3 separate regions of the Zea mays genome follow, and all the other regions are linked to region 1. A link is a contact called in public Hi-C data. All regions are on one chromosome and are shown on one strand. The core of a region is the stretch at or near the end of the contact, and the rest is flanking DNA. Distances in the headings are between cores, read along the strand shown.

Region 1 (4,011 bases), core at 641-3,140:
GTTTCGGAAACAACGTATCGGCCTAACCATCTGGACTTTTGTACACCTGTTCAGTTCACTACACATCATACTGCGCCAAACAAGCCATGGCGTGTGCCTTAAGATAACATAACAATCAGCTGATCAGGTCATTAGGAATCAGGATGGATCGCTTCACGCGAGAGAACGAATTGAAGTGCGCCGGAGAGGACCGAGTATGATGGTGACTGGTGCGAGTTGCATATATACTGTACTGTACTTGGTAAGAACTTCCCGAGGTGGACAGACTAATTAATGTCACTATGAGCTTGCTACGCTGGTACTAGATGAGAATTAATTAAGTGTCGGCCAATTCTGCCCCAAAATGACGAGTCGTCGCCATCATTCTGCCGTCCCGATCAGGCGTTACTGTTACTGGGAGTCCGGATGGGTTTGTTCAATTCGTGATGATGGCTACTATACCTCTGAACGAGTGAAACAAGAAAGAAACGTCGTGGTGGCTACGCCATCTGATGGAGACACGAACGCGCCTACCATCGTCGTTTGCACACATAGCAAGGGTTACAGTGACAGTAGCCCACAACGCTTATCTCTTTTTTCTGATAGTAGAGTTTTAGGTGGGCTAATATCCTCAGTCTTTTTAAATAAACAAAGCCAGAGCCCAGATACAGGAAACCGCTTACAGCTGTCAAAGCATCGCTTAACCGAGATTCTCCATTCTAGCCGCCCGCCCAATAGAAAGAGATAGATCCTCTTCCAATCACTCAAACAGAACAAAGGGAACTTGACATCTTGCTACATGAAAGGTACGACTCGCGCGCAGGTTCAGAGGCCTGTGGCTGAAGCCTGGATCTTGGCTCCATGACATTATAGTATCGTAATTAACATGTTTTAACCCTAATTAAGCTCCATGACATTATAACGATATGTATTACGATACTATAAATATTATATGATATTTAAAAAAAATGGGAAATGATAAATATGTATTAATTATCTAAGTTCTAGTGTATAGGGCATTATGGGGAGTTGTACAGTGAAGAATTGTTAGAGACGAATTATATGTAAGGTGAGAATTTTTTAGGGGAGGAAGTAAAATATATTAAAAATTACAAATAAGGGATAAGTATAGGGAAAATTGTTGGAGAGGGGCTCACACCTCAATGGGATGATGACGTGAAAAATATGCGCTCACATTCTCCGTACCCTAAATTCACATTTTTGTCTCTCCTCTGCTGGTCTATTTGCATTCGCACACGATGATAGGCTGGAGATAGACTACGACTACTAATCTAACGACTTTCTCTGCATGGTTCTCTAACCTAAATATAGAGAAGGTTTTCTTATTTATAGTCTCTAACGGGATTCTCTACAACCTCCTTTGACGCTTTTATTATTATTTTTATATATGGAGACTCTTTTGTCTATGTCTATTTTTATACTTTAGATAATGGATTATGCAAAACTTAAACATGTATAAGACATTCCAAGATATAGTAAAAACATGCATGCAAAAAATCTAAAACAAAATACGCCACTAATATGAGTTTCTGATGTATAGAGAAGATATGTTTGGTTTGTCTGTTCACTTTCTCGACTCTGTTGTGTCAACCATTTCTAATGCTAGCAACCCAGCTGCTGGCAAGGTTAGCCTTGCCGAGCTAGAGCAAAGCGAGCTGGATGGGGAGGGGGGGACCAAACGCCGCCGGCCACATGGCAAGCCGCCCGGCAGCTAATCGACCACAGTGCACAGGCAGCAGTCAGGACGGAGCAGCGAGGCTGGGCGTACAGCCCAGGACGGCACGCCCGCAATTCCTCGTGCCCCTGACCTCCTCTCCTCCCCCCCTGCTACGGATTCCAAAACGGATATAAAATGCGCGTGTATTATCTAGTCCAGTCCAACCGACCCGGCATCGTCTCGCGAGCCGCGACTCGTCTCGTCATTTCCATCGAACGCCCAGATCCCACATTCCCACCTAGCTCTGCGCGATCCATCCCGGCCGCCACGCCAAGGAGGCCCTCGCCTGACCTCGGATCAAAGCCTCCTCCATCCGCCTTCATCCCGGCCGGTGGTTCGGGCCGTCACGGGAGGGGTCCATCACTGGTTACTCGGTGGAGAGCTCGGGGCTCGGCTCCCATCTCACGATTCTCACCCCACACGCGCACCGGGTCACCTCGATTCGGCAGCCTCGCGGTGAGTTGAGTTCTTCGCTTGTCGGGCCAGTCCGCCTCTCGCTTGGCGCGGTTATGGATTCGCGGGTGGCGTGGCGTCGTCCGCGATCGCTCTAGCTCGCATTGAGCGATTCGCGAGTTGCGACTCCTTGTTTTGTTTGCTCTCTGTTTTTTTTTATGTCGATGGTGATATGTGGCGGCGGGATTCTGAGCTCGGTTGCTTCTAACCTTCCGCGGAGTGGTTTAGCTAATCGGTTTTGAAGCTGTTGATATGGATGTGCCGTGTGCGTGACGAATCGAATGGGCCGCAGCAGGATTCCTACGCAGCTCGGCAGCAGGGGGAATTGGATCCTGCGACCATGCGAATTTGGAACCCTGGAGCAGTGGAGTGCTAGGAGGTCTCGGTGTCGTCATTTTTTTCTAGGGGCGTAGGAGTCGACTTGGTTGGAATCTAGTTAGTCATAATTTCTCTTTCTGATTTCATTGGTCTGTCCATGCGTCTGTTTTCGTCAAACAAGAAGTTTGTTATTGCCAAGCATCCCGCTATGGAGGAAGCTGCCTGCCGTATTGTGTTACGCGAATCCGGTGAGCTGGGCTCTGCGCGTTCCTCTTGACGCCCTTTGCGCGAACGACGAGCTTTCTTCCAGCTCGGTTGCCCCTGAACAACCAACGCCAAAAGCAGCTCCAGAATTTTCCTGATGTCGTCTCTATATTTTTGCCTTCTAAGTCATGCTTAATGGCAGAGTCCTTGTTGCGTGGGTCACTGCCTCACTGGGTTCTGAGGCAAGGAAAAGAAGGCTTCAGTAGTCAGGTCTGGGTCAAGCCATGATGGAGAGATCGCTGCTGGAGGTGCTGGCCACGGCGGCGCAAGGAGGGACCGAGGGGACGTCAGTGCTGAGCATGCTCAAGTACGCCGTGCTGCCCATCGCCAAGGTGTTCACTGTCTGCTTCATGGGGTTCCTTATGGCCTCCAAGTACGTCAACATTCTCCAGCCCAACGGCCGCAAGCTTCTCAATGGGGTGAGCTTTGTCTCTTGTAATAACTAATAAGTGCTAGCTAATGGAAGGTTGTGTAATGGACAATTGTTTTTCTATTGAGGAATTATTTTATTAAGTCAAGATGATTACCCATCTTGGATTTTGTTTAAAGTAGGAATATGTGAAGCAGTAGAGGAGTTGATTGTCTCATTTGTTTTCTCGCTGTATCAAATTAGATATAACATTTTCACTGTTTGTTGCAGCTTGTGTTTTCCCTTCTGCTTCCATGCCTTATATTTTCCCAATTGGGTAGAGCAATCACTATCGAGAAGATGATACAATGGTAAAGATAATTTTGATTGTTATCGTACTTCAGTTTTGTTATTATAAACCTAGTGTTATGCTTCATCCAAGCGTGCTATATTTGCTCTTGATTTTTTGATGTGTGAGTTATTGACCGAGATGTTGTTTTCAGCTAATCATCTATTTGTATATGCTGCTGACCCTCTATAAGTAATACATCCTACAAATATTATATTACTGACCACACTTGATTGGTGTGCTATTGTTTATCTTTCTATTTGGATCAATCTTTGAGTAATTAGGTTCCATATGGAACAAATTAGTTTTAGAAGCTCTAGCTTTCTACAAAAGGACAAAGAAAAGACTACCTGAAGGTGAAGAAAATCAGCGCTCAAGCATTAATTTGGTTCCAGTTGAATTTATGGATCAATATGGGATTGACTTCAGATTCCAGGATTAATTTAGTAGCACTACTTTATGTTTAACTTTTTGAATACTGCAGTAAAGATTGGAGACACTATTCCAAGTAGTTTGTTTCCATATGATATAGTAACCTATATTTTTTTCTTACTGGCAATT
Region 2 (4,182 bases), core at 1,641-4,140, 170 kb before region 1:
TATGACACCGGAGGGAGTAATTGTTTGTAAGCTTAATAATTGTCTACAGAAAGAAAAAAAATGTCCAGATAGCCGTTTGGTATTCCAACTCGCTACCTCTTGTTGAGTCTTGAATTAGCTTGCAATACACGATAGTTAGAGCATAATCGTCGGTTTACCAAGTAAAATTTCGAGAAGTTTTTTCCCCAACACTCCTCTTGCATCATTCATGTATTCTTTATAATCCGATGGGTTAGGCCTGAAAACGTGGACAGCAAAATCATCGTGCCAGCCATGGGCTCGAGCAAGTCTCTGGCGCGACTGTTTCTCTTCTCAATCGTCGAGCATCATCCTAGCTACCAACAGAGGAAAACCAGCTAAGCCTGATTGCTCAACCGTTTATGGGTGGGTAGCACATCAATTTCTCGTCGCGTACCTACTTGTGTTGGCTATAATTGGTAGCCCTATTCTCTCTTAATGGAAAATGCGCCAAGGCACAGTTATGGAAAAATAATTTAAGTAATCGTTATAACACTGGAGAGTTAAGGGGAAATAATTTCAATAGTCATACCAAGTTGGCTATAATTTGGTAGTCCGCTTCTCTCTTAACTGTTGTTTTTCTCTTCTTCTACAATACTCGTGCGTTGCGACGGTATGCAAACCATATTTAGTGGTGTAGTGCCACTATGCAATAATTACATGACACCTAAAGGTCCGGTGGCAAGTCAATGTGTAGGACCATCCAAAAAAACTAAAATTAAACTAGACCATCCCCATAAAAATAATTTTAGATATTAAAGCACAGATACTGTGATTTATCATAGGCAAAAGGCCGAGAAATGTATTGGTTGAAGTGGAGGCCTGCCCTTTTTTATAGATCGCTCTTTCACCTTAGTGAGGTGATACTACCTAAAATCGTTGCGCTGTGTTACTGTGTATGCTTTCATGTCATGTTGGACCAAGGTATTTTTTCACGGCCCATCTAAGATAATGGTCCGTTTGTTAGACAATATGTGGGGAGAAAACAGCGTCGCCGCGTGGCACACGACGCACAAAAATAGAGATTAAAATACATACTTTCGATATATTGAGAAGTGATATATATATATAAAGGTTGTCCTAATAAGACGCTGAGATATATGAACATAGAATGAAATGAGCTATCAATCGATCTCAAAATAAATTTCTACGTCGGGCACATAATAATGTAAAGTAGTGTCACGTAGAAAAAAAAACAGACGAAAAGAATACGATATCCCAAATCGTGAGGCCAACAATGAAGGGCAGTATAACGACATAAGAAAACTCCAAATTCGTCCGCTGCACGTCAGATCTGGGGGAGTAATGTAAACCACAGGTTCTGGTGGAGCTAGAGCTAGCCAGGTGTAGAGGAAGATATCGTAGAATAGGATACCGTAACCTAGTCCCGGCCCGGGTTCGGACGTGGTCTTGTTGACTGAAATTAAAACGATAATCTTCTGAGTTTGATTTGTATCATATGCATGCATGATCAGACAAACAGTCGTCCTCCATCCTCCAATCACTCAGCTCGGCTTCAAAGTGTAGTTTAGTACGTGGCGCTAGCTGTGGACATGTTCTGATCACGTAAGCTTAGCCTTGTCGTTTGCACCTCCTACCAGCCTAACGACAAAGGGTTTCTAATTGTAATCTGTACTATGGCAATGAAGCCTAACCAAGCTACTAGTTTATCTCACGAACTCAAGCCAATGCAACCAATGGCGTACGCGCAGGTGGATCTATATCCGAACTTATTAGTCGAGCTAGCTAGAACAATTTTATTAATCGCTAGTTCCCACTGCACGCGTAGTAATATTGAACTATAGACCTGCATGCCCACGTATTTGTAGGCTAGCTGATGCTCTGCACTGATAAGCTAAGCAAGCTAGCTAGTAGTAAGATGGTCAGCGACGACGTCTCGATCGAATGCAGCCGAACAAATGTTCGGTATTCCTCGTCTCGGTTCGTCTTTAATAATCATACCACACTGGATCCATCACCAGACATATATGGTAACACACCGTGGCCACTTCGGATCCACTGCTGACTGCCCAGAGAGCTCTGGATAATCGCATGCATGCATGCGCTTCATCATATATAGCCGCGGCGCTTATCCAGATTACTAAGCAACGTGCTGCTATGCTAAATTTCAGATCAATCTACTACAAACATATACTTAACACATTTGCAATAAAATTTGGCCGACCAGCCCCGGTCAAGGAGGGCGTACGCGTACGTCCCCTTCTCGCGGTACGGTTCCAGCTAAATTCTACCCGCCCAAAGCTTGGTCTGCCGCCGCGTGTCCACCCAGCCCTGTCCCGCCCAATTAATTTGTTAGCAATTTCTACTACGGCGCGACGACCCTAGCAGCAATCTGCCGGGCATAATGAATAGTTTGCGTCCAAGTCGAGCCGGTAACGCGTCCACGTTTCTGTGCGTAATCGCGTGCATTAATTATCTTCCGAGATAAACATATAAACTGCAAACCGAAGCAAACAAAAATAAATAAAAGCCCTTCGTTCACGTAATCCACCACATTTAGCACGCAAGAAACGTTTGGCATGGCAGGCAATTGGCTCAGCTCTACGGATTTTTAGTCTGTTTCGGTGGATCGAACTGTTTAGAACTGATATGCTCGCGTCGTCCACAGGGATCGAAATATCTATCTATATAATCCTTTTGATGTCTCGTCGTTTTTAAGCTGCACTGTTGCTCGTGGCCTACCGAGATTACACCGCCCGCCCCGGGCTGCTTTGCCGTTATGAGCGAGCCGAGCTTCACCGGCATCCCATGTCGTCACCGTGCCCCACACACGTTATTAGGGGGGGCAACATGCCTTGTTTGTTCGCTTGCCCCTGTATATATACAGACCTCCCCACCACCTCCCCTACCACTACCAGCCTCAAATTAAGCAGCCAACAAGACCTGTCTATAGCTGCCTCGCTAGCCAAGCCTGACTGCTACCTAGCAACGACCAGCTGGGACTGGGAGGGGGAGTCCATCGAGCTCGCCCCAGGCTGACGATCCGCTCGATCTCGGGGACCCAAGAGTTTCGATAGACGACGCATGGCGAAGGTCCACCCCAACGTGCTGCTGTCGTCGTCGTCGCCGGCTGAGGGAGCCGCCGCAGCGGCGGCGGGCGGCGAGGGCGAGGAGACGTCGCTGACGGTGTGGCGCAAGTCGCTGCTGTTCAACTGCCGGGGGTACACGGTGTTCGACGCCAGGGGCGACCTGGCGTACCGCGCCGACAGCTACGACGCCGAGGCCGAGGTCGTGCTCATGGACCCCGCCGGCCGCCCGGCCTTCACCGTGCGCCGCAGGCGCCTCAGCCTGTCCGGCGAGCAGTGGCTCATCTACGCGGGCGAGGAGACGCGGCGGCCCGCGTACGCCGTCAAGCGCGGCGGCGGCGGCGGGAAGTCGGTGGCGCGCGTCACGCCGTGCGCCGCCGTGCCCGCCGCAGCTGGGGCCGCCGCGTTGCCCGCGTACGAGGTGGAGGGGTCCTACGCGCGCCGCCGCTGCGTGGTGTACGACGCCCACCAGCGCCGCGCCGTCGCGGAGGTGCAGCCCAAGGAGGCGGTCGGCTCGGACGTGTTCCGCCTCGTGGTGCAGCCGGGGGTCGACGTGTCGCTCGCCATGGCCGTGGTCGTGGCGCTCGACCAGCTGTTTGGGAGGCCGTCGCTCCTCAGGAGCTGGTCCTCGCCATAGATTCATGTTTTCTTTCTTGTGTTCAAATTCAGTTTAGATAGGTTTTTTTGCCCCTGGACTTGGGGTTGTGAATTATCACTGGAGATGCTGATGACTCGATCTGCCTGGGCATCGTTTATTGGCATGAAAGCAATTCCTGTTCTTGCGTGCTTACTCCCAAAATACCCTGCTCCCAATTGAGTTTTTTTTTTTAAAAAAAGAAATTATGAATTCCCTCTCGATTCTCTTCGTTTGGCACAAGAGGGACAGAGTTGTAAATACCTCGAGGAACGTTATGTACTACTGTCCGATTTCTGAAGGCGAAATTTTGTCCTTTATGTACTTGTTTTAGCACACCTTGTTTGATCCCTGCGTCTTGATCCACTCGAGTGCTATTTTTGGGCACGTCAGGTTGTCGAAGCCAAAAGCAACACTGACACAGCTTCCTGCGTCGGCTTCTACTCTGGTAGTAAACATCAAACATGGACATGTCGAATTTCA
Region 3 (4,374 bases), core at 111-2,610, 210 kb before region 1:
TGTATACACTCAGCCAGGCCAGTTGTAGCCTGGCTGAGCTAGTGCGAGCCAGGCTCGCCTGGGAAGCGAACCAAACGCCCCCATATTAGCCGTCCAGCCGCTGAGCCGTGTGAACGGTGCTTTAGTGACACAAAATTTTGCCGAACAAAATTCTCTAATTCATCAAATAAAATCCCCAAGCCCCATGCCTTGCTTGGTTATATCGCATTCCCTAATAGCGTGACTGGTTTGTTCTTCAGGTGAGCCTGACCAAAGTTGGTTCACGAGAAACAAAACTAAAATCCGTTTATCGAGAGCGTGGCTCGCTTCGACAAAGCTGAAACGAAAATGAAATCCGTTTCTCAAGAGCCTGGCTCCTGTTGCATTGCGTCCCACAGTGCAAGTGAGCGCAAACAGACAACCAAACGCTGTTCATCGGCCCGCGGCCCGCCAAATGCACACACATACGAGCAACCAAACAGCAGATGCTGCATCCTGGCTGGCTCAAATACAGGCTACGCTATAATAAGATATCCGGCGCCACCGGTATGGACCCGGTCATACTCATACCTGACAGTATGAGAGAACAATCGACGCACTAACGAACGGAGTCGCCGGCGGCGAGCGAGCCGGATAGAACGCAGCTTAAAAATCAAAACCCGGAAGCCCCCAATGAGTTACCGCCCGGAGAAGCCGAGCGTCGAACGCGGCGATTCTACAGGGGGATCAGGGAGGGATAAGGTATTAAGGTGTGGGGGAAGGAGAGGGCGGCAACGGCAATGCGAGCTGACCTTGTCGGGCTGGAGGTAGACCCTGTCGCGGAAGAGCAGGACGACGCCGGCCTCGTCGAGCGCGCCCGCGAGCGCCGCGGCCTCGGCGCGCGTCCGGGCCGCGCCGGAGTCCTGGCACGCGCGCAGCAGGTCCGCGTACGGGATCACCTCCCCGTCCCCGAGCCGCCGCTTGAGCGCATCCACGTTGGTCAGCCGCATCAGCCGCCTCGCCTCCGCCGCCGTCACCTCCTCCTCCCCGTCCCTCCTCGCCGCGTCCGGAAGCGACGCGTGGCCGCAGCGCTGCAGCGCGAACGGCGGCGGGACCCACCGGCGGGGCTCGGCGCCGCGCCCGATCGCCGAGGTAGAGGCCGAGGCGGCGGCGCGGAGGAGGCGGCGGGAAACGCGCCACATTGACGACATGGGTCGTGTCGGTGCCTGTCGACCTCTCCCTGCTATTTTTCTTTTTCTGATGCTGCGTGTGGTAGCCTGGTGGGTCAGTGGGTGGAAGGAGGGATATGGGGGAGGAGGTGATCAAAGGAGGAGGGAGGGGGCGGGAACTATGGAGAGAGCTTGGGCCTTGAGGGGAGGCAAGGGCGGCGAAGACGGGAGGAGAACCCGGGACAGGGAGGACGTGTGTGTGTGTTAGGGGTGGGGGTATTTTTGAAAGAGGTGGGACTCTCTTTCCTTTCTCGTCCGCCATGGCTTCTGGCTCTAGTTGGTTTCCCGGCAGCTGCTTGATATTTTACGCCGCGTTAAAAATTTATCCACACGCCTATTCAAAATTTTGTTTCTCGAAAGATCCAGCTGCCTGTTGTGCAAAGTTTTTTTTGGAACATAAAAGCTATTTCATCAGCTAATGAAAAGAGGTAATTGTTTTAGTTAGTGTGTGCGTAACAAAATCATACCAGTTTGCGTTGTTTTTTTTTCTTCTTCGTGGAGAAGGGAAGAACATGTTCCTTTCAGCTTCAGCCCACCGCGCCCGATGTCGATATCAAGTTTTATCAACACGCCGTGAACGCGGTGGGCGCGCACCACGAACAAACCAACCTGATGGCTCATGCGACGCGCCCAAGGGATGAGGCAGAATGGCAGATGCACTGCCCATCTACCCCAAAAGCGAAAGGTTTTACTGCTGCACGCCCGCCCCAGTACCCCATTGCTCAGCTCGAACTAGAAAGCAGAAACCCACTGGACACTGACTGACCAGCTGCCTGCCATTTTTTCTACATGTGGTTGGTTGTAGTGTGCTGCGGATATGAGCCAAACACGCCCTTAATATCTTCATATTTGTTTTGTCAATTATAATTAACAGGCGATCGAAACTAATGGGTCATTTGTTTGCGTCCATTTCTCACGCGACAGCACGTGAACGTCCCGAGCAGCCCAACATTGCCGACCAGCATCTCAAAATTTGCGCGTGTAATCAGCTCCCAAGCGAGCACGCTGACACTGACAGTGGCCAATATATATTCAGTAACGGTGCATGTGGCACTGTTGCAACAATTTAAGAGTTGCGGGATTCCGACTTTGAATCTTTGACGGCAAGACAAGATAATTACATCTGTGTGAGAAATGAATGCGAGTGCCGTAAGTGCGTTGAGATGAACATGTGTACAGTTCAGTAGCATCCTTCCTTCATTCCTTCTAATCTGTTCTCCCATTTTCGCTGTGCTTCCTCCTAGAAAGGGTTTTCACCATCCCCTTGAGTATCTTCCAGAACCAAAATACGTTCATCACCGCAACCACCGACGGCACTGCCACCAAGCTGTAGAACCCTAAGCTGAAGATGGATCTCGCCTGGGAAACAAGGGTGGCAACGGCAATAGAAAACGATCACACTTCATGAATTCATGAGTGCACCAAAACCTATTTTAACAAGAAGAAAAAAAACTTCATGCTGCTGCAGAAGCACCGTAGCAGCATAACACAAGATGTCATATATTTTTTTCCAGCAGTTGCGTGCAGCCATGCCGCTACAGCAAGATATGTTTTCTGTGGCAAGCCGTTTTAATGATGAAACCTTATGTACAAATAATTCTGTAGCTGCCAGTTTTTTCAGCTGCAAAATACCATAATCATAAAGCGCTGAAACAACCATAACTTTTGATAGTTTATTAGCTTCATTCAGTGTTTCACAATTTCTACATTATTTTTTTGCGGAACATTGATGAACTACCTTTAATGTTAACAGAAAAAAAACACTGTGGATCTTATTCTAAAAATATACATTGTCAGAAGTCAATGGATTTCCACAGATGCCCAGGCTAACTGGTAGTACCTCTCGGGGTGGAAAATTCAAATACCCATACCTGATCAAGATGAAAATACATATGGGTGAACATATATATGAATAAGATTATCCGAGCAATCTGTATCAGACGAAAGACAAGTTAATCAAAACTATCCATCAGAGCAAACGGGTCACTTAAAGAGAATGTTTAGGGTATATTTGAAAACTGAGAAGCGGCATCCAAATACTTATGGTTAATTCAAAAAAAGAACTCGAATACCAGGGGAAACTGTCCCCACGGCATTGCATCAGGAAGAAACTTCTCCCACATATATCAAGAAACACCTCAAAAGTCGGCTGCGCTAGACGCCACCAAGTGCCTACGAGACATGTCTGCGGCCATCGGACCATGTGCATTTCGCTGAAAGCGGCTCATCAGGGAACACAACCGATGAGGGATGTTTTTTAATTTAAATTTGCTACCGTAGGGATTAGAACCTTAAGACCTAAGGTACTACCAACTAGACTACACATCTGTTCGCTTATGGTTAATTCAAACAAGATCATAAAAGTTTTTTACGACAAAAACCCGTATTCCAAAATTCAAAATGACTCTTCTTGTGTTCCATAAAAAAAAGAAATCCAAAATGATCCTTACCAATTTGTATAGTGAAGCCATCACTAATCATTACCCCCAGCTATCACATCTTCAAAACAAATCATATCAAGGAAGCTGCTCCTCCATCAGAAGTTTTAGATTTCCATTTGATTTGTAAATGAAAAAATATATAAAAAATTGGTACATTTTTCACTTAATCTGGTCAAAAACCTAAAAAAGGATAATCCTGCAGTTGACAGTGTGGGATATTTCTGTGTGCAGTCTGGTGTGAGTAAGCAGCAGAAATAGTAAAAGTAGCAACTACAGCTGCCAGGTAACCTAACTATGCAATGTTCTAGCATTTAGAGACAACTTTCCTGAACCATGTGCATTATGACTGTATAGAAATTTGTTCTTTAAAAGAAATTGATGACTCGTGAGAGCAGTTGTTGTACCAGCCATCCAACAAATAGAGCCACACCATTGTATAAGTAAAGATTGCAAGTCTTCTGACCAGCAACGTCCAAATACCTGTAGGGATCATTGCAAACTTTAAAATTAAAATGAATCGTAGCTCCAGCTCTTACTTCTTACTAAGCAGATTAGCGACAAAGGATATTACCATCTGAGGTTCACAAAGGGAGTCGTGATTTCGGTGAAGAGGACCATGAGGATGTACATGTGTGCTTTGCCACTCAATAAAGCAAGACCAATTGCATACATAGAAAGTCCGTGATGCAAGAGCTGAAACATCAATATTAGGAAAACTAGCTCCTGATACAGAGGAAACCACAACC

Evidence for each region. A called contact is a pair of places that touch in the nucleus more often than the background predicts.
Region 2: a contact with region 1 is called in a Hi-C map of leaf mesophyll, with 2.3 times the contacts expected there. The contact joins the promoter of LOC100281104 here to the promoter of LOC103651075 in region 1. A contact is called at or near these places in 9 of 25 Hi-C or Micro-C datasets (bundle sheath, ear, endosperm and 4 more) and 1 of 3 datasets of contacts at active chromatin or transcription factors (seedling).
Region 3: a Hi-C map of leaf mesophyll shows a contact between it and region 1, with 2.5 times the contacts expected there. The contact joins the promoter of LOC100381807 here to the promoter of LOC103651075 in region 1. A contact is called at or near these places in 2 of 25 Hi-C or Micro-C datasets (bundle sheath and leaf mesophyll).

Annotation. Positions count from the first base shown.
Region 1 is chr3:190,845,311-190,849,321 of Zm-B73-REFERENCE-NAM-5.0, reverse strand. It overlaps LOC103651075, which reads left to right and starts at 1,890. Exons shown (of 11, transcript NM_001326545.1): 1 at 1,890-2,173; 2 at 2,895-3,171; 3 at 3,393-3,472. The coding sequence starts at 2,977.
Region 2 is chr3:191,018,931-191,023,112 of Zm-B73-REFERENCE-NAM-5.0, reverse strand. LOC100281104 (GTP binding protein) reads left to right here and starts at 2,890. Exons shown (of 1, transcript NM_001154023.2): 1 at 2,890-3,864. The coding sequence starts at 3,064. The coding sequence ends at 3,702.
Region 3 is chr3:191,056,046-191,060,419 of Zm-B73-REFERENCE-NAM-5.0, reverse strand. LOC100381807 (Calcium uniporter protein 5 mitochondrial) reads right to left here and starts at 1,360. Exons shown (of 2, transcript NM_001174603.1): 1 at 771-1,360. The coding sequence starts at 1,169. It overlaps LOC100279422 (TRAM LAG1 and CLN8 (TLC) lipid-sensing domain containing protein), which reads right to left. Exons shown (of 9, transcript XM_008676673.3): 6 at 4,200-4,321; 7 at 4,033-4,108; 8 at 3,059-3,118; 9 at 2,173-2,546. The coding sequence ends at 2,394.